Linked DNA regions of Mus musculus: regions 1, 3, 4, 5, 6 and 7 are each linked to region 2. Evidence: chromatin contacts called from public HiChIP or PLAC-seq, capture Hi-C and promoter capture Hi-C data. All regions are on one chromosome and are shown on one strand. Each heading gives the region's core, a stretch centred on a gene start, on an enhancer-like site or on the middle of the called end of the contact. The rest is flanking DNA. Distances are from core to core; before and after follow the strand shown. Region 1 holds the start of Clec4e (C-type lectin domain family 4, member e). Region 2 holds the start of Necap1 (NECAP endocytosis associated 1). Region 3 has its middle 18 kb from the start of Aicda. Region 4 holds the start of Clec4b2 (C-type lectin domain family 4, member b2). Region 5 has its middle 22 kb from the start of Clec4n. Region 6 holds the start of Vmn2r19 (vomeronasal 2, receptor 19). Region 7 overlaps Clec4n (C-type lectin domain family 4, member n).

Evidence for each region. Promoter capture Hi-C pulls out the DNA fragments that hold promoters and counts their contacts. HiChIP or PLAC-seq counts read pairs in DNA pulled down with a chosen protein or histone mark. Capture Hi-C pulls out chosen DNA fragments and counts their contacts.
Region 1: a promoter capture Hi-C map of macrophages shows a contact between it and region 2, with 8 read pairs. The contact joins the promoter of Clec4e here to the promoter of Necap1 in region 2. A contact is called at or near these places in 4 of 39 promoter capture datasets (the HPC-7 cell line, embryonic stem cells, hematopoietic stem and progenitor cells and 1 more) and 4 of 115 datasets of contacts at active chromatin or transcription factors (bone marrow-derived macrophages, embryonic stem cells and microglia).
Region 3: a contact with region 2 is called in a promoter capture Hi-C map of neutrophils, with 3 times the contacts expected there. The contact joins the enhancer-like site here to the promoter of Necap1 in region 2. A contact is called at or near these places in 5 of 39 promoter capture datasets (the C10 cell line, macrophages, neutrophils and 1 more), 3 of 484 Hi-C or Micro-C datasets (CD4 T cells, macrophages and uterus) and 1 of 115 datasets of contacts at active chromatin or transcription factors (pancreatic cancer cells).
Region 4: a contact with region 2 is called in a capture Hi-C map of macrophages, with 6 times the contacts expected there. The contact joins the promoter of Clec4b2 here to the promoter of Necap1 in region 2. A contact is called at or near these places in 12 of 39 promoter capture datasets (the C10 cell line, the HPC-7 cell line, cranial neural crest and 6 more), 1 of 484 Hi-C or Micro-C datasets (bone marrow-derived macrophages), 8 of 115 datasets of contacts at active chromatin or transcription factors (bone marrow-derived macrophages, embryonic stem cells and epiblast stem cells) and 3 of 9 other capture datasets (embryonic stem cells, liver and macrophages).
Region 5: a contact with region 2 is called in an H3K4me3 HiChIP or PLAC-seq map of bone marrow-derived macrophages, with 7 times the contacts expected there. The contact joins the enhancer-like site here to the promoter of Necap1 in region 2. A contact is called at or near these places in 2 of 39 promoter capture datasets (the HPC-7 cell line and macrophages), 1 of 484 Hi-C or Micro-C datasets (bone marrow-derived macrophages), 3 of 115 datasets of contacts at active chromatin or transcription factors (bone marrow-derived macrophages and embryonic stem cells) and 1 of 9 other capture datasets (embryonic stem cells).
Region 6: a promoter capture Hi-C map of hematopoietic stem and progenitor cells shows a contact between it and region 2. The contact joins the promoter of Vmn2r19 here to the promoter of Necap1 in region 2. A contact is called at or near these places in 1 of 39 promoter capture datasets (hematopoietic stem and progenitor cells) and 3 of 115 datasets of contacts at active chromatin or transcription factors (embryonic stem cells and epiblast stem cells).
Region 7: a contact with region 2 is called in an H3K4me3 HiChIP or PLAC-seq map of bone marrow-derived macrophages, with 4 times the contacts expected there. The contact joins the enhancer-like site here to the promoter of Necap1 in region 2. A contact is called at or near these places in 6 of 39 promoter capture datasets (the C10 cell line, the HPC-7 cell line, cranial neural crest and 3 more), 11 of 484 Hi-C or Micro-C datasets (the CH12 cell line, the G1E-ER4 cell line, bone marrow-derived macrophages and 6 more) and 8 of 115 datasets of contacts at active chromatin or transcription factors (DN3 thymocytes, the HPC-7 cell line, bone marrow-derived macrophages and 2 more).

The regions. Positions count from the first base shown.
Region 1 is chr6:123,288,423-123,291,208 of GRCm38.p6, forward strand. It overlaps Clec4e (C-type lectin domain family 4, member e), which reads right to left and starts at 1,449. Exons shown (of 6, transcript NM_019948.2): 1 at 1,290-1,449; 2 at 472-567. The coding sequence starts at 1,326.
Region 2 is chr6:122,873,288-122,875,987 of GRCm38.p6, forward strand. Necap1 (NECAP endocytosis associated 1) reads left to right here and starts at 1,270. Exons shown (of 8, transcript NM_026267.3): 1 at 1,270-1,376. The coding sequence starts at 1,282.
Region 3 is chr6:122,570,154-122,572,853 of GRCm38.p6, forward strand. No RefSeq gene overlaps it. Among named protein-coding and RNA genes, the nearest start is that of Aicda, 18 kb to the left of the region's middle. Within about 2 kb of position 1,303, at least 129 of the 459 cell types and tissues checked have an H3K27ac peak or open chromatin away from gene starts, as enhancers often do. A contact at or near this core is called in macrophages, neutrophils, pancreatic cancer cells and 1 more, where this site is marked.
Region 4 is chr6:123,171,626-123,174,325 of GRCm38.p6, forward strand. It overlaps Clec4b2 (C-type lectin domain family 4, member b2), which reads left to right and starts at 1,398. Exons shown (of 6, transcript NM_001004159.2): 1 at 1,398-1,452; 2 at 2,034-2,123. The coding sequence starts at 1,428.
Region 5 is chr6:123,206,281-123,208,980 of GRCm38.p6, forward strand. No RefSeq gene overlaps it. Among named protein-coding and RNA genes, the nearest start is that of Clec4n, 22 kb to the right of the region's middle. Within about 2 kb of position 1,386, at least 21 of the 459 cell types and tissues checked have an H3K27ac peak or open chromatin away from gene starts, as enhancers often do. A contact at or near this core is called in the HPC-7 cell line and bone marrow-derived macrophages, where this site is marked.
Region 6 is chr6:123,307,083-123,309,782 of GRCm38.p6, forward strand. It overlaps Vmn2r19 (vomeronasal 2, receptor 19), which reads left to right and starts at 1,251. Exons shown (of 6, transcript NM_001104632.1): 1 at 1,251-1,465; 2 at 2,543-2,700. The coding sequence starts at 1,251.
Region 7 is chr6:123,242,929-123,245,765 of GRCm38.p6, forward strand. Clec4n (C-type lectin domain family 4, member n) reads left to right here. Exons shown (of 6, transcript NM_020001.2): 5 at 1,550-1,665. Among named protein-coding and RNA genes, the nearest start is that of Clec4n, 15 kb to the left of the region's middle. Within about 2 kb of position 1,468, at least 9 of the 459 cell types and tissues checked have an H3K27ac peak or open chromatin away from gene starts, as enhancers often do. A contact at or near this core is called in bone marrow-derived macrophages, where this site is marked.

The DNA.
Region 1 (2,786 bases), core at 199-2,698, 420 kb after region 2:
ATTCTCCAATGGATACCCTCCTCCAATGGATGTTCTCCCCCAATGGATGCCCTCCTCCAATGGATACCCTCCTCCAATGGATGTTCTCCCCCAATGGATGCCCTCCTCCAATGGATGCCCTCCCTCTGTGATCATACAGATGGCCCATGTTAAACCCAACTAAACTAAACTAAACTAAACTAAACTAAACTAACTAAAACTCATGAAACTGAGAAAGGAAGCAGGTGGGGTTAGTAGTGAAGGGAGGTACATAAGAGAGGGTGTGAGAGAAAGAGTAATGGAAAACATTATATACACATATGAAACTGTTAAACAACAAAGTCGGTCAAGAATAATTAAATATAGCATGCACAAAACTTTATTAAAACAAAACCAAAAAGCCTCTTTATAGGAAAAGTGATGCACCAAGCAAGAATCTACTGCTAGTGTTTGCCATGGAGAGACAGAGTGAATCTGATCATCAGAACCCACCGACACATCTGGTGATGAAACAGCCACTGAGAAACAGGATGGAGGCCCCGGCTATCGTCCAGGAGAGCACTTGGGAGTTTTTGAAGCATCCTCTCTCTGTAGGAAGAAGGATAAAATACACAGTGGATCTTCCCAAAGCAATATACGAACGAGATTTGAGTTGACTTTATCTTTACTCCTTCCTGTTTTCATTTCATATCTACCAGTCCCCAGGCTTGCCCATGCATCCGTGCCCTCTGGAGACTGTTGGTCCTCACCCAGAAAGCTAACAATCCAGGCGAGCCGTGTGGAAGCCTCTGCTTCCGGCCGATGTTAGCCTGGAAACCACACCTTAAGAAGTCTGAGCTTTTCATTTCTACTCTCCCCATTTAAAATGCTTCTGCACTTTAAGGACTGCCCTCCGTGCTTCCTCCCTTTCTTCTCTTCTCATCTTACCTCACTTTCTCCCTTTGCCTTTCTAGTCTTTCTCCTGCTGGGCTCTTCTCAGCATTTCATTTTTAAGCTTTTTGTAAATTAGACCAAACAGTTGGCAGCCATGCAGTAAGTACTTTCTTATGCCAGATATACATTTTACAGACAATTCGAGTAAATTCCACAGAAGTGAAGGACTTGCTCAAAGACATTCAGAGTATCACAGAAGGTAGAAACAGTCAGCAGGCAAGCTCCTCCCACCTCCCTTGGCCCCTTCTCCCAGACTCCTCAGCAAGAGCTCTGACCTTTCCTCTCTTTTGTTTTGTTTCCACCTCAGTAAGTGCTTTTCTATCACCCTAGCCCTTGGCAAACTTCTAAGAGAGTCAAGGAGGATGCCTAGATTGTACCTGTGTGGTGGGATGCAGGCGATTTGGTTGAATTCATTCTTCCTTTTTCCTGCCTTTCTTCCTTTTCCTTCTCTTCTCAGTTTAGAAAGAGCCCCTGGAAAGTGAGTCTTGAATGGTGAATCCTTGGCCCTCTTTTTAAAAGTTCAAGACTAACAGACCGGATAGCACAGTATGTCAACGTGCTTTATAGATGTGCAATTAAGTCAGAATTTCCTCTCTTGCACAAGGACAAGGAGTTTAGTGGACACCACGCCAATTCTCACTCCAGACCACAAAAGAGGAAATGATGAAGTATATGCTAAGCATCAAGAGAAATGGCAGAGAGGCCTGAAAAATATATCTGTGTTATTTTAGTTGGTAAATGCCTTACTTTTCTCAAAGTCTAACTTGGTCCCGATTTTCCTTTGGCACTATGTGCCTCAGTACCACATTCTGAATTCTTGTTGTTTTTTGTTTGTTTGTTGTTTCTATCAAGTATACATTTGTTCACAGACAGGAGGCTGAGAGCCTCTAAATTATCTCTGCCCACACCACACAGCTGGGAACATAATGTGCATATTTACAAGTTGGCAATGAAAGTTTTCTTTAGGTCCTTTCTGTTCCTCTTCCTTTACCAGCTCTTAGGTGCTCACTGTGTGGAATCTGACCCCTTTACCAAGATGCTATCCACTGGACTGTTTTATAGATCAGCCACACATGCCTTTGTGAGTCAGTTCAGTTTCTTAAACTGACACACAATGTCTAAGGACTCATTAGGTACTTTAATTCTATTTTTTATTTATTTGGAAATTTTAGAGGAGGAACAGATTTGAGTGTCAGCAGAAGCAATTTCAGTTAGACAGAACTCAGTGTTTGTCTGGAATGTGAGCTTGATATAGGATGTCTTTCCTTAACTTCCTACAAGTTTTCTAAAGACTCTTTAATGTCTGTAAAAGTCACACTAGTATCAGCTGTCTTGAGGTTATGAGTGTCAGGAGATAGAAGTGCTACACATATGACTTGGTAATCCCCGTGTTTGATGAGCCAGATTTCCTATGTGCTACACAATATTTTTTTTGCCTCAAGGAAACTTTCTATTATTTCCACAGATTGGAAATTTCCCTCAGAACTTTTTATTTTACAGACACGTGGATTTTTTTCAAGTATCTTGAAGCATATTTTAAAATTGATATGGCTTGGTTGAGTTGTCACTGAAATTTCATATGTAAGGCTTTGCTCCCCAGAGAAGAGGCTTTGTGGATGTATAGAGATGAGCTCTTGTGAAATGGCCATAGCTTCAGTGGCTTTGAAAGAGTCTGAACTATTTCAGTCTTCAATGGTTTCTTGACTTCTATCATGGTGTGCCATCATTTCCAAGATCCAAACCATGGGGTTACCAAATCCTTGACCTGATACTCCAGACAAACATGCCAAAAGAAAACTTTATTTCTGTATCATTGGTCTTTTGTGTCTCAAGATTCTTTTTGTAGGCTAGACTAACTTTTGAAACCCATAAGC
Region 2 (2,700 bases), core at 20-2,519:
CATGCCTGTAATTCCAGTACTATGGTGGCAGGAGGATTACAAGTTCAAAGTCATTCTTTAGTACATAATGAGATGAGGGCCAGCCTGGACTACATTGAAACTCTGTCTCCAAATAAACAGACATGAACAAACAAAAAGCTAGTGGAACTGTTAAAGGCTACACCCACTTAATATTTGGAGAGTTCTGCTAAATGTCCCTTCAAAGCAGCGTTGGATCAATTTATAGTCCTGGCAACCGTAGCCAGTCTCTACATCCTTACCAGCCAATTAAAGTCTAATTCTTTTTTTTTTTTTTTTTTAAAGATTTATTTATTGGTTATATGTAAGTACACTGTAGCTGTCTTCAAACACTCCAGAAGAGGGAGTCAGATCTCGTTATGGATGGTTGTGAGCCACCATGTGGTTGCTGGGATTTGAACTCCAGACCTTTGGAAGAGCAGTCAGGTGCTCTTACCCACTGAGCCATCTCACCAACCCTAAAGTCTAATTCTTGTTGAACTGGCTTTGCTAGGCAAAGCAGACCAATCAGAAGTAAAAGTCAACCAGTCGATAGAATGCAATGAAAGAGGCTGCTACTGGTGTTTTGGGGGGGACAAGATAAGATCAGACTTGGTTTTGCCACTTGAAGTCAGTGCCATCTAAAACATTTCTAAGTTACACTGTTGTAAGCTTACATTTATTTGCGAGTGCACAAAGAACATATTTGTGGATAGAGCTGTTTAGTACTCATCGTGATGTGTAGCCAGCTGGGCTACTCATGCTGAGGGATGCTAGATAGCATTTAGCACTGTAATCAGTCATTTTAATATGGAGAAGTCACCAACAAAACCTACAAAATTGCAAAAAAACAAAACAACCCCATGGTAGCACTTAATAGATTATGCATTGGACACTTGCTTATGAGAACAGAATGAGAAAGCAGAGATTCATTTTGTCCAACCTCTGTTTTGTTTTCGTATATTCAGTGACTTTTTTTTTTTTTTTTTCTGGTTACCGTTTGAAGGTAGGTAAAAGAGAACTGAATTCTTATTTTTAATTTTTCGCTGGGGAAAGAGCCCAACCCGAGGCCTTGGCAGGCAAGTGCTCTACCACTGAGCCTGTCTTTGCCGTTACTCAAGATGGCGAGCCAGGCGCATCAGCGTTTCCAGATTGTAACAGGTTTTGCGCCGCCTAGAGGTTAACCTCGAAGCTGTACCCGAGCGGAAGTGACGCGAAGGAAGCCGTCGGCGTCTCAGCCCGCCCCCACCCGTGCCCCGCCCCCGCGGCGCTAGCGGAGCCAAGATGGCGGCAGAGCTGGAATATGAGTCCGTGCTGTGTGTGAAGCCCGACGTCAGCGTCTACCGGATTCCGCCGCGGGCCTCCAACCGCGGTTACAGGTACCCAGGGGGATTTGCAGCCGGCGCCCGCCGGGGTGACGGTTGTGTCCTTGGGCAGCAGCCATCGGCTCGAGCCGCTGCCGCCGTAGTTAGCCTGCCACCCGGGCTGCCGGCGGCTCCGTCTACTTTTCTGTTTTGCTGGAACTCTGATTTTGTTTTCTTTTCTTCCTGCCGTCATGCGTCTTTCCACCTCTCCTCCCCATCCCTCCCCCTGAGACATCGTCTGCTCCTCGTCATCCGCAATCCATTCATGCCTGCTCCATCTGTTACTCTTGCTGCGACCTTTGGCTTGTAATCCTCCACGCGCGCGTCCGCACACGCACACGGCACGCTCCCCCCCCTCCCCCCGCGCTTCTGATCCCGCCTGACACTTGTCCGGAATGGTAGTTTTGCTGTCCACTGTTTAGATGATCTATTTTAATTGATACTGTTGTCATTCTCGCCAAGTGTCATCATCCTTTAGTTTTTTTTTTTTTTTGGGGGGGGGGGGCGCAGTAGGCACACGTTAAGATCTTGTATTCCAGTGATGAGCTATTGCGTGTTTTCATTTTGTTTGTGTGTGTGTACCCCTCCCCCCCACACATTGATTATGTAGGGATTTCTGCCTTCCTATCAATCCAGTCACCTCTCTTAGAGCTTTCCCAGAGTCAGTGCAGCATTTTTTTTTTTTTTTTTTTTTTTTTTCCTCTTGTAAGGCCTGACAACCTTGTAATCCAGTGATTGAGGTTTTGGGCTGTTGTAGGATGTTAAGGAGTTCAAAGAGAATTCGCTGGGATTTGTGTTGAAAACTCTTTAGGTCTGAGCCCTCGACACTAAATAGCTGTGTAATTTATGAGCCAATCAATGTTTTTCTTCCCCAGGCCTTAAGGGTTCTCATTTGTAAAACAGGAGAAGTAGCGTGAGAAGACTGTGCACGTCTTGTGTACCTCACAGGTTTTTATTTGTTTTAGAGGTATGTGTATGGGTGTTTTGTCTGTCTGTATGAGTGGGTATGCCTTGTGCTCACAGAGGTCAGAGTGATGTTGTGAGACATCAGATCTCCAGGAACTGGAGTCACTGATGTTGGTGAACCATCATCTGGGTGCTGGCAACTGAACCCCTGTCTTCTGCAGGAGCAACAAGTGTTCTTAACTACTGAGCCATTTCCCCAACCCCTTCACAGGTTTTTTTTTGAGAGTTAAATAAAAGAGTATAGGGTAACTAAATCGTTATAAAAATACAGTACTAGTAGTATCCCTTTTCTGACCTACATACCTTCATGGTTTTTCTCTTGCTGGAAAGTTACCTTCTCCACATCTCCATTTTGCTTCCTAACCAGAGGGTC
Region 3 (2,700 bases), core at 53-2,552, 300 kb before region 2:
GAGATGGGCTGCATTCAGTCCCCAACACAGGAGAGAAAGGGGGTGGGGGACAGGGTGGATATGGTAGACTGTGCTTGTATTGGGAGCCCAGGCAGAAAGATTCTGAGAGTGAGGCCAGATTGGGCTGTATAGTAAGACCTCGTCTCAGACGAAATAGAAAGGAAGGGAAGGACAACAAAGAATAACAAAAATAAAGGCAGCTCTTCCTGAAGACGCAGTGTTTGTAATTCTGAGATTTTTCCTCTCTGTCTCTCTCTCTTCCTTTTATTCTTTCTCGTTCTTTCCTTCTTCCTTTTGTTCTTTTTCTTCCTTCCTTTCTCTCTCTCTCTCTTTCTCTTCCTTCCTTCTTTCCTTCTTTCCTTTATTCTGCCTCCCAAATTCTGGGTTTATAGCCTATGGTATCACGCCGGGTTTATATGTTTTAAAAATAGAACATAGGGCTTCCTGAAAGCTAGGCAAATGCTCTACTGACTGAGCTCCATCTCCAGCCCTGGAAACTTATGGACCTCAATTTGAGACACCGTCTCAGTCCATTTTGTCAGACTCTGGTTCTCAGGATGATCAGGGTGACCACTGAGCCTAGGCAACACCTTTAGTACTGAAGACCAGATTAGCACCCTTCTAACTATAGAGTGAACACACTGTACCTTCTGTGGGCGGGTCAGCTCTATCCACCAAGTCCACACACCAGTGCACACATCTGGGTATTGGCTTGTCCTGACATCTGGGGTTAAGAAGATAGTTATTCAGGAAGTGACTCACGTTTATTGGTTCCTCTGTCACCAACCCCAGCTGTATTTGTTTGTTCTTTAGTAATTGAACAAGGACTTGGGGTCACCTAAGCTCACAGCCATGTCACTTCATACTTTAAAGTGAGTATATGTGTTTCGGGATGGAGGAGAAGGCTCTTGGAAATGTTCAAAGCATTAGTCACTAGGTCAGCTAAATATAAAAGAAGTTGTCAGAAATGCCCTTTTGTTTGCAAAAGGCTGCTTCCTCTTTCCTGGGGCAGAGGGACATAGTCAGCAGCTGGGTGGCCTTGGTCGAGTCGTTTGAACTTTTTCTCTTTTCCAAAGTTAAGCCAATAACAAGTGGAGACTTCTAGGGAAAAATAAATGAATTCAATGTGTGAGACACTCAGCACTTGGTTCACGATGAATGCCATATAGGTATTTTTCTCTCCCATTCAATTCAGTACACACAGTCAAGAATGCATAAGCCCAATTGCATTGTGTTTGAGTCTGCCTGTTCACACTGAGTTCCTTGTAGGTGACCAAGCACTGTGGGTACATTTAGAGGGGAAAAATATTACTCAATCTGTAACCTCATTGCTTAAGTTGTGTTTCACAATGTCCCTATGACACTGGAACTTTATCATCCTCGTTTTATTGAGGAAACAGAAAACAGATGACCAGGTCCCTCAGCAAAAAGCAGAGTTAGAGTTTGACCGGGTTGTGGCTTCTTCTGTTAGCTACCAGAATGTGTTTAAACACTCTATTATATTATATAGTGCTTAAATATTATAGATCGAGCTGTATCCAGCCAGCTCAAGAGCATTGCCAGACTGGTTATCTAATCAGTTGGCACTTTGCTGTCGTCTTAATTTAGTTAGTGCTGGTATGCTATCAACTGTTGAATGCATTATGATGGTCACGCCTGAGGACAGGCTGTAGTTGAAGCTGTTGCCATGGATAACATTTCCTAAAAATGTATTTATATAGTACAAGAAAACTATGGGCAAGCAAAGTGACTCAGGAGACAAAGGAGCCTGCTGCCAAGCCTGAGAACTTGAGTTTGAAGCCAACCAGATTCACTTGGTAGGAGAGAAACCATTCCTACAAGCTCTACATGTATGCTAAGGCACACACACAATCATGCATACAATGAACACATAAAATAAAATGTAATTTCAGAAAAAGCTTCCTCCTCGGGACAACGGCAAATGGTGGATGGGCTGAGGCAGGAGAGTCCAGAGGACCTGCGTACCTCATTCAGTCCCTCAGCTTCTCATCCTCTGTTCAGCCAGCTGTTCTCTGGCTCGACTCCCTCTCTTGTTGTCTCACTATCTCCTCTATTCTCTCCCACTGTTCTTGATATTTTTCCTCACGGTACTCCCTGCTATCCCTATATGTCTGGTGCTGAGAACCTGGGAGGGGCATGGGGACTCCCCCACCCTATCCCCCCACTTCCAAGGGGCCTGGCCTCTTTTAACAGAACAAAGCTGCTGATCTGGCTCTCCTGCTGTATAGATTGTGTGTTGCTTCTGGCTTCTGCCACCACCATATTTAACTTCAAATTCTAGGGTCTGCCTCTTCCACCACTTCCCCTCCACCGGCTCTAGACTCATGTCTCTCCTTACCTACTTGGCAAATGACTCTCCTAGAGCTCCATGAGCATGATACAAACTCATGCTGGTGCATCAGGCAGCCTTCCTACACCTCTTGGGTGCCCTTCCATGCCTCTCCACTGATTCTGGGTATCTCTCTGGCAAGTTTCAGTCCCCTTGGGGATGCCCCCAGGCTCAAATTCTGACCCATGCTGCCTGCCCTTTACCGAGTCGCCCTCTGTGTTTCTCCAACACTATCTTGGAGTCCTCCTTCTGGTGGAATTACTTCTGGCAACCCTCTAAGTCTCTCCCAAACCTTTCCTGGGCTCCTGGAAGGCTTTCTGCCAGCTGTGTCTCTCAGCTCCCTCCCGGAG
Region 4 (2,700 bases), core at 148-2,647, 300 kb after region 2:
AGATAATATACTCTATGGAGCTTGCCTTTGATTTTACACCACTCTTCCCTCCTCCTAACCTAATGAGAGAACTCGTAAAATGTTACCAATGAACTTTTGCCCCATGCAAGTCAGATCTTGTCATATTGGACAAGGTCTGTTTGGTTCCTTCTTTCCTCGCAACAGTTTAAAGCCTAAGGATTATTACTTCTGCCAGAGGAGCACACTCATTGCTCTCTAATCACATTACAAGTCAAAACTCACATGAAAATAGTCCACAAATCAACAGTTGTTTTTAAGGAACATAAAGGTAGATTGCAAAGATAACAGAAAGGGATATATAAATAAAATATATATGACTAGGCTAGACCCCAGCTTTGTTTCCCTATATTTTGGTACTTAGTCCTTTTGGTCTTCTGGTATTTTGGCTCATTCCTGGTCTTTTCACTTTTGGTTCCTGTGCCCTCCTCTCACCACCCAGTGATGGCCTGGTTCACCATTTTGGACCACTCCAGATGCCTCTGGATATGCTCTCTATTACACACACACACACACACACACACACACACACACACACACACACATACATATTACATATATATATATATATATATTACATTATATATATGTGTAATATGTATGTGTATATGTGTATATAATAAAATTTTCAACCCCTTAGGAATAGCCATGTTTTCTTTTTATTTCCTTCTTTCTTTCAAGGACAACCTCAGGTACAGTTCCCAGGAGCACCATCCACTTCCTTTGAGACAGGGTCTCTTGTGGGTCTGAAGAACAACAATTAGCCTGGACAAGAAGCTCCCAGGGATCCACATGTCTCTGCTTCCCAATGTTGCCATTACAGTCATGTATCTGCACACATGACATTTTTAGGCAGGTTCTGAGCATCAGTCTCAGGTCTTCATGCTTGCAAGACAACCAACTGCTTTATCATCTCTCAGCATATCTCGGCTTATTATTTTTTTACTACATTAATGCATAACATCTAAGTTCTAGCCATTCAATCAAATGTTTTATTGTTTCCTAGAACCCCGTTCAATATACGAATTAAGCCTTATAGAAAATAAATAAACCAAATAAAGTTTTGTAAATAAACAATGTAAATATTGTTTATAGATAAATTTCTTTTGAAGTGGGGGAGATTTCCACATTAGGAACTCAACAAGTTATGATAACCTTCTCATGAGAGTTTTCAGGAACAATGTCAGGTATGTTTCTCAATTTCCTCTTTCAAATGTCCTTAAATAGTGAGAAGTGTAGACTACCGTGACTTATATATGTACAGCATTGGCCATTCTAGTGAATTTAGCTTAGGGGGTGTGAAGGTTGACTGTGAGCGCTGACCTTTTTGAAAGGGGCCAGGAACCTGAGTCCTATTTCAGAGAGGCAAATACAAGAAGCCTGTGATTTTCTGAACATACAGCTCAATAATGATGCAGGAAAGACCAGCCCAAGGTAAGGTGGGCATTCCTGCATCATCAGGTGAGGGGAAGAAGTGGGAGTGTGTGATGTGATGATGAGGTGCCTGGGGTAATGGTACATCCAAGTGGGCAGGCTGAAGTGATGGAGTGGACCAAGATAGCAGAACCACAGGGATTTGAAGGAAGTATGATGTCTCAGCGCCAGAAACCATGAAAAAATAAGAAACCATATACTGAAGGGAGATGTGAAAAGACAGGACATCAACAGAAGACTGTGATAATTAAGATTAAAATATAAGGTCATGGAAATTGCAGGTGCCTGAGGGTGAAATGATTCTAGATTGTGTGTGTGTGTGTGTGTGTGTGTGTGTGTGTGTGTGTGTGTGTGTCCATGTGGGTATGTGCACATGCTTCAGAGCTGACTTGGTCATTTATTCTAGAGATTTGACAACTTTTTCCTACTTTAAGTTCATAATTATTCTGAGCATTTTGTCTGTTCGTTAATTGCTCTAAGCTTTTTGGTCCTATGGTGAGTACATCTACTTACTATCTGACAGGGGAGGCATTCTAAGATTTTTGGTCCTCTGGTAAATATATCTGCTTGCCATCTGACAGGGCAGGTAGTCTGCTGGTCCCTGAGACTCTGGATGGCTGCTCTGATTTCCATCTTACTCCTCAGCACCTGTTTCATTGCGAGTTGTGTAGGTAAGTTCTTCACTGAATGGTGTCTCTTTGGGCACTGTCTGGTCTCTCCCACAGAGACTCCCAGGGGCTCTTTTGTTTTGTTTTGAATCTCCAATACTGTTTATCTCTATAGTCTGTTGCTGTCCTGAAACTCTTTCTATGACCCTGGCTCTGAACTCACAGAGATCATCCTGCCTCCACCTTTGCCTCTCAAGTGCTGGAATTAAAATGGGGTGACACCACCACCAGGCTGAGGCTGTTTTTTTTTAATCCCATTTTCTGCTCTACCCTTACATGCAATGCCATGGTTTTCTTGCCTTCTCTTCCTTGTTTTTTCCCCATCTTTTGATCATTGAGATATATAAGATTCCTTGACCGGCTTTGTTAACACACATTATTTATAACCTGTCTGTGATAGTGCCTTCCAGTAATCATTGTTTCTGCTCACAACTCTCTATTGAGAGTGCAAGTCTAATTGATTTTATAATACCGGCAGCTCAAAGTCTTTAATTCATAAGGGATTTTTTTTTCCTCAAAATAAGAGGGAAAATTAACCAAATTAAATGGTGATAATTGAAGAAATAAAATATTTCTGCCC
Region 5 (2,700 bases), core at 136-2,635, 330 kb after region 2:
TGTTTTTGTGTGTCAAGTTGACAAGGGGTCAATTGTACTAGCTAGTTTTGTGTCAACTTGACACAGCTGGAGTTATCACAGAGAAAGGAGCTTCATTTGAGGAAATGCCTCCATGAGATCCAACTGTAAGGCATTTTCTCAATTAGTGATCAAGGGGGAAAGGCCCCTTGTGGGTGGGACCATCTCTGGGCTGGTAGTCTTGGGTTCTATAAGAGAGCAGGCTGAGCAAGCCAGGTGAGGCAAGCCAGTAAAGAACATCCCTCCATGGCCTCTGCATCAGCTCCTGCTCCCTGACCTGCTTGAGTTCCAGTCCTGACTTCCTTTGGTGATGAACAGCAGCATGGAAGTATAAGCCGAATAAACCCTTTCCTCCCCAACTTGCCTCTTGGTCATGATGTTTGTGCAGGAATAGAAACCCTGACTAAGACAGTCCTTTAAGGAAAATTCAGATATACAGGATGGTGCTATTCTCATTTTATTGTACTATGTATGGATCTTAGTATTTACTTCTATTTTATTTGACAGTTTGTGCCCTTCATCAACAAGTCAGAGATCTCAGCACCCAGTCTTTACAACCATGTATTCATTGCTCCAATTCCTGAGATAACTTAATAAGTTACTAAGTATGTAATTATAGTAATATTTTATAGATTATCTTTCCATTTAATTTCTCTAATGAGTTGCAGAAAGCACTAGCCCCAGCCACTAACATGCAGTGATTCCTGGTTTGTGTGTTGTTTAATTAATCTTTAAGAATAATCATGGATTACAGTTTAGAGTTAGGTAAATAAAGAATGAAAACATAAGGCCCAACTTGTTAATGTAGCAACAATGATGATTAAAACACACCCATGTGAACTTGTATACTTCCTATAAAACATAAGAAATATTAAATATTCTTTATTAGATATTAAATGAAAACCTTGCTAAAATATCTTTAAGTACAAGGTAGCATCCTTTGACACAAGAAATTCTAAATTGGTGTAGAAAAAAATAATATAGACAATTACTCCTGTTTTTTCTAACATTTCATGTAGCAGGCTAATGGTGACAAACGGAAACCTACACAAGTCTTGCTCAGCCCTGAGCCAGTAAGTGAAGGAAAAATATCTGGTTGTGTCATGTGATACTTTCCTGAAGCAGGCTCATGTGATGTTTTGCTGAAGTAGACCCATGAAAGGACATGTGATAAAATCTTAGGAGAGATTAAAAGTAGGACACAACAAACAGTGATGGAATGCTTGCATTGTCTGCTGTGCAATGCTTAGTTGGTCTAGCTTCTTCATTGATCTTTATTGAAAGAGACAAGGCAGAGAACTTCTCTTGGTGTTATGACTGGTTATGTTCACTCCTGCTGACTCATGCTGAGTCAGTGGAAGCTTAGCTGTTTCTGCAGAATCATGCTGCCACTGCTGATTTGTGTTTGGTGGCATATTTGAGCTGGACTGTTGGTATCCTGACACTACTGAACTGGATTGCTGGTATCTGGACAATGGAGATTGGAATTGTCCCAAAGAAGTACTTCTAAAGAGGTGCAGATCCCCATTGTCCTATTACCATCTGCTCTCCTCTATCTTTATTTTAGAATGTGAGCTAAAAGGGGGATCAAAGTATTTGAGAACCCTTATGACTGTAGGTTTTAAAAATTTTAGGCCTTCAAGTCAGGCACATTTTTTCCAGTGTTCAGACTCTTTTATATAACCAGTTACATAAGTCAATGTGTGAAAAACAAACAAACAAACAAGCAAACAACCCTCCAGCAGCTTCTGAGGTGGCATTACTACCTTTGTGGAAAATTGAATGTTACTAATTAAGCCAAATTTTCCCTTTAGAAATGGGAAGCATGGTGGTTGTGCCATTTTGCAATTCTACCAGTTATTGAGGACTGTTTCTTTTTCTCCACATCCTTGCCAGCATGTGCTTGTTGTCATCTGAGGTTTTGGTCTTAGCCATTCTGATTGGTGTAAGGTGGAATCTCAGAGTTGTTTTGATTTGCATTTCCCTGATGACTAAGGACTTTGAACATTTCTTTAAGTGCTTCTCAGGCATTGGAGACAATTGGAGATTCCACTGTTGTGAATTCTCTGTTTGGTGCTATGCCCCCCCCCTTTTTTTTATTAGATATCTTCTTTATTTAAACTTCAAATGTTATCTCCTTTTCCAGTTTCCACCAACTCCTGGAAATCCCCTATCCCATCCTCCCTCCACCTGTTTCTATGAGGGTGTTCCTCCACTCACCCACCCACTCCCACCTCCCCACCCTTGATTCCCCTACACTGGGACATCTATCAAACCTTCATAGGACCAAGGTCCTCTCCTTTCATTGATGCTTAACAAGGTCATCATCTACTACATACGAAACTGGAGCCTTGTGTACTCCTTGACTTAGTCCCTGGGAGCTCTGGGGGGTATGGTTGGTTGATATTGTTGTTCTTCCTATGGGGTTGCAAACCCCTTCAGCTCCTTCAGTCCTTTCTCTAACTCCTCTACTGGGGACCCTGAACTCATTTCAATGGTTGCCTGCAAGCATCTGCCTCTGTATTTGTAAGGCTCAGACAGGGACTCTGAGGAGACAGCTATATCAGGCTCCTGTCAGCATGTACTTCTTAGCATCAGCAATAGTGTCTGGGTTTGGTAACTGTATATGGGATCAATCTCCAGGTGGGACAGTCTCTCGATGGCCTTTCCTTCAGTTTCTGC
Region 6 (2,700 bases), core at 1-2,500, 430 kb after region 2:
TGATTTTCCTCATGTTCTGAGTAACAAAGCCTCTGTACACACTCTTACCTACAGGTTCTTACCCCCTTAGGAGCTGTGATGAAGTGTATTTTCCATGTGAATGGACTTAATCTGATTTGCAAAACAAGTGACATATATCTTTATACATCTGAATTTCTTATTACAAATATATATATTATATATATTCACATCAAAATACGGTAACAGTTATGCTTGGTGACGCACACCGGTATCTGCAACTAAGAAGATTGAGACAGGAGGTTCACAATTGCAAGGACAACCTGGGCAGCCTATTACATGCCTTTAAAGATTTAAAAAGGCTAAAGATGTGACTCTAAAGTAGAGTATTGCCCAGCATACACCATGCTCTAAGTGCAGTCTCCTAGAATGTCAGCACCAAAAATGAATGAATGAGAGAGAGAGAGAAAGAAAGGGGAAAAAAGAAAATTTGCTTAACACATTGGACCTCATTCATGCACAAGAGACATTTTTAAAAGCAATAAGTATCCCATGATTTGCTTTCTCTGTAGTAAATAATTCTGAAATCACACCAGTACTTGAAAAAAAACTGTGTGAAGTAAGTGTTTAGACTTAATTTTCACGATGTGTATTATTTCTATTCATAAGCATATACAATGTAAGATGTTAAAAAATACACATGTTAATAATTTGCCCTATATAGTAATCAAACATAATTTTTTCTAATGAGAGATTTTGTCTTGGACATACAGAAATATGTTAGAATTACATTTATGCTAAAAGATTATGAGTCCCGCCCTGCTCCCCCACTGAACCCTTTGATGTCATCTTTCAGATGACGCTTCATGACTTCATTATGTTTCCACTGGTTAGTCTCTCTTTACCTTGGGACCTTGAGAAGTCTCAGTTCACTGAGTGTAAACACCCCACAGGTGTTTGAGAGGACTTCACACTTTTCTTAATTGTGTGTTTTCCTGCCAACAATCAGGATTACTAGGTGCCAGGTTCCTGAGCCCTTGGAGACTCACAGTGACTCTGTGAAGGGGACATAATCTAGGGCTATGTAGGTGCAAAGCAGATTGTACTCCAGGGAACTGAGGAAGTGTTTGGATACTGGTGGGCCTGTATCAGGACAAAACAATGCTTTATAAACTTGATCAACACTGACCAGACAGCCACATGTTTTATCAGTTTGTTGATGTGTTATTGGGATCCATGACTCTCAACTGAACAGATTTCCGGGTTTTATCCATTTTTTTATCAACGTAAATATGAGATTACTCATTGCCTTCTCTCTCTGGATTATTCTCATTGTGTTCCAGGAACAAATGTCTTGTTTCTCCTTAAGTATACCTGCTTCTCCTGGCTACTATCAAGATGGGGATTTTGTGATTGGAGGACTCTTCTCCCTTAGAGTGATGATTAGACGCTTCATAAGTAAATTTAGCTTTAAAGATGCATTCTATTTATCAGAATTTCTTTATGCGTAAGTGTTTGGCTTCTCTCATTTAAAAATATTTCTTCAGGATTTCATACATATATATAATATATGTTGATCAAACCCTCCTCTACTGCTTCCCCCCACCCCAATGTCCACTGTCTCCTGTCTCAAGTTCATGCTCTCTCTGCCTCTCTCGCTCTCTCACACTCTCTCTCTCTCAACTTTATCTATTCTGTCTCCATCTCACTTTTTAATCTACTGAGTTCATTTAGGCATGCCAGTACTGCAGGAGTATAGGACATCATCTAGAGTGTAGGCAAACGAAACTTCCTGGAAGGAAACTGACTCTCTCTTCCCCAGTAGCCACCAAATACCAAGAGCTAATCAGCCATGACTTTCTCTCTGTGTGTCTCCTTCTACTCATGCGGAATCTCTTAAATATGTAAGAAGGTGTTGAAAGCACTTTGAAGTAAAAATTTTTTCTTGGTAGATATTTAGTGTATTGTACTGAAAACATGTTATTTTTCCTATTTAAATTGACATGACACTATTTTTTAAAATTGCTATGTTTGATCAAGCACTGTGTATTTTCCTGAGGTTTATTCTACTTTCGAAGACCACAAGAAATACTAAGTTTAAATGTTTGCTTTTCTCCTCCATTTCAATTTCTCAGACACGAATTGCACAGTAAAATGTGAAAATTGTATATTCAAAAGTATGTGTTGGTGCAAACCTTTAATCCCACAACCTGAGAAGCAGAGGCAGATGAATCTCTATGAGACTGTGGTTAACCTAGTCTACATAGTGAGTTTCAGTCCAGCCTGGGCTGAATAGTGAGACACTGTCTCAAAAAAATTCAAAAGCAAAAATTGTGCTATGAATCTTCATTTTAACACTAATTCTTCTACATTTTTAATATAGAATATCCTGTTTATTTCTTGGATTATTGTGTATATTCTTTATATGACTTAGATTATTAAAAATAAAAATCCAGAGTTTAAGAGGGAGCATGAGAAGAGCTACAAGGAGAAAAGAAAGGAAGGTAACTCATGTAATTATATTTTAATTAAAAATTAATATTAAAAAGAACACAAAAATTATCTTTATAATATTTCATCATAGGCATCTTACCAAACATTATCAACATATATTGGCAATGGTTTTTGCTACAGAAAAAATCAACAAGGACCCAAATATTCTGTTCAATATGTCCCTGGGATTCTATCTCTTCAATGTTGACTATCTTGAGATGAAGGCCATGGAAAGTTCTATGGCTTTGA
Region 7 (2,837 bases), core at 218-2,717, 370 kb after region 2:
TGTTCTGATTATTATGTGTCGGCAGGAATTTCATTTCTGGTCCAGTCTATTTGGAGTTCTGTAGGCTTCTTGTATGATCATGGGCATCTCTTTTTTTATGTTTGGGAAGTTTTCTTCTATTATTTTGTTGAAGATATTAGCTGGCCCTTTAAGTTGAAAATCTTCGTTCTCATCAATTCCTATTATCCGTAGGTTTGGTCTTCTCATTGTGTCCTGGATTACCTGGATGTTTTGAATTAGGATCCTTTTGCATTTTGTATTTTCTTTGACTGTTGTGTCGATGTTCTCTATGGAATCTTCTGCACCTGAGATTCTCTCTTCCATTTCTTGTATTCTGTTGCTGATGCTCGCATCTATGGTTCCAGATTTCTTTCCTAGGGTTTCTATCTCCAGCGTTGCCTCGCTTTGGGTTTTCTTTATTGTGTCTACTTCCCCTTTTAGTTCTAGTATGGTTTTGTTCATTTCCATCACCTGTTTGGATGTGTTTTCCTGTTTTTCTTTAATGATTTCTACCTGTTTGGCTGTGTTTTCCTGCTTTTCTTTAAGGGCCTGTAACTCTTTAGCAGTGCTCTCCTGTAATTCTTTAAGTGACTTATGAAAGTCCTTCTTGATGCCCTCTATCATCATCATGAGAAATGTTTTTAAATCTGTGTCTAGATTTTCGGTCATGTTGGGGTGCCCAGGACTAGGTGGGGTGGGAGTGCTGCGTTCTGATGATGGTGAGTGGTCTTGATTTCTGTTAGTAGGATTCTTACGTTTGCCTTTCGCCATCTGGTAATCTCTGAAGCTAGCTGTTTTAGTTGTCACTGTTAAGAGCTTGTTCTTCAGGTGACTCTGTTAGCCTCTATAAGCAGACCTGGAGGGTAGCACTCTCCTTAGTTTCAGTCGGCAGAGTATTCTCTGCAGGCAAGCTCTCTTCTTGCAGGGCAGGTACCCAGATATCTGGTGTTTGAACCAGACTCCTGGCAGAAGTTGTGTTCCACTCACTAGAGGTCTTAGGATCCCGTGTGGAATCCTGTGTGGGCCCTTGCAGGTGTCAGGCGACTCCGCTGGCAAGGTAGCCCAGGGCTCGTGTAGAGCGGAAGGGGTTTGTGCCCCTGATCAGGCCCAGGTAGCCTTCTTCCCTATGTACCGCAGTCTCAGGTTCCACGTGATTGGATTGGGGAAGGCGCTGTGTTCCACTCACCAGAGGTCTTAGGATCCCGTGGGGAGTCCTGTGTGGGCCCTTGCGGGTGTTGGGCGAGACTCTGCTGGCAAGGAAGCCTGGGGCTCTAGTCCACATCACATTTTAAACGAGGTTAAAAGTATAAAAATAACTTCATGGAATTGGAGATCCTTTTAATTGGTGGAGAATGAATGATGAAGGTATGAGCTAGGGCCTTTTGCCTTTGTGACAACATTGTTATTTTTCATTCCTGTGCTATGGGTTCCAATGACCTTTCCTTTCACTTCTGCTTTTTTCTATTCCAATGGCCGTGAAGGCTATGACGAATGCTCATTCTGTTCAATATGAAAACTGCAAGTTGTTAACTCCCTTTTCTCCATACAGAATTTCATCACCCAGCAGCTGAATGAGTCACTTTCTTACTTCCTGGGTCTTTCGGATCCACAAGGTAATGGCAAATGGCAATGGATCGATGATACTCCTTTCAGTCAAAATGTCAGGTGAGTGCAGTCCTAGATTAATGCAACACTGCGATTATTTACATTGAAAATGTAGGGAAAATTTGCCAGCTGTAACTATTATAATTAATGACTGCAATTAATTAAGTTCTCACTAAATGTATGCATAATCTAAAGTTTTATAAAATTCCTTGTTTAGAAACTCAATTTACACATAAAATATTGAATAATAACTTCCTCAAGATTCATAGGTCAAATAAGATAAGAAAGTTCATTTACTCAGTGTCTACCTGACTCTAAAAATGGTGTTCTCAGCTGAGCAGTGGTGGCACATGCCTTTAATTCCAGTACTTTGGAGTCAGAGGCAGGCAGAGTTCTGAGTTTGAGGCCAGCCTGGTCTACAGAGTGAGTTCCAGGACAGCCAGGGCTACAAAGAGAAACCCTGTCTCGAAAACAAAACAAAATAATACAAAGCAAAGCAAACAAAAAAGATGGTGTTCTCAGCCATTAGATTATTTTTTTTTCTGACTTTAAACACAAGTAGAGACTTAATTTAATTTATTAATCTCTAATAAATACCATTTAAAGTAACTGGATCAGAATTATGATAAATATATCAGAATAATTACATAATAATATGTTATGCTATTTAAGCACATTTATTATCTTATTTTATCCTCATGTAATCTAGTGCGTTACATTGAAACCTTTACTAAATTTGTTTCTAGTTTATTATCATTTCCATTTTTATACATGAAAAATGTAAAATAATAATAATAATACATTAAATTTCTTAATCAGGGTCAAAGTTAATTAGAAGTTAAACAGGTATTTTATTAAATTTTCCTTTTTTTCTTTTTTCCTTACATTAAACATAGTTTTTTCCTCATACAGTATAATTTGAATACAATTTCCCCTCCCTCTACTTTCCTCAGTTCTTCCATATCTCCTTCCCCATATATATATCTATTTACTCTCACTAGAAAAGAACAGATAACAACAAAATAAAGTACAATAAGATAAAAAGAAAACTATTACTTTGCAGTTGGGCAAGCCAAGCCAACAGAAAAATAAAATAGCCCAAGAGAAGGCACAAGAATAAGAGACATACTTGTTATACATTTATAAATAAATCCTATAAACTACTACTATAACTCAAAGCTATAATTCTGAGTATAATTCAAAGCTATAGTTATGGGCAGAGGACTTAGTGC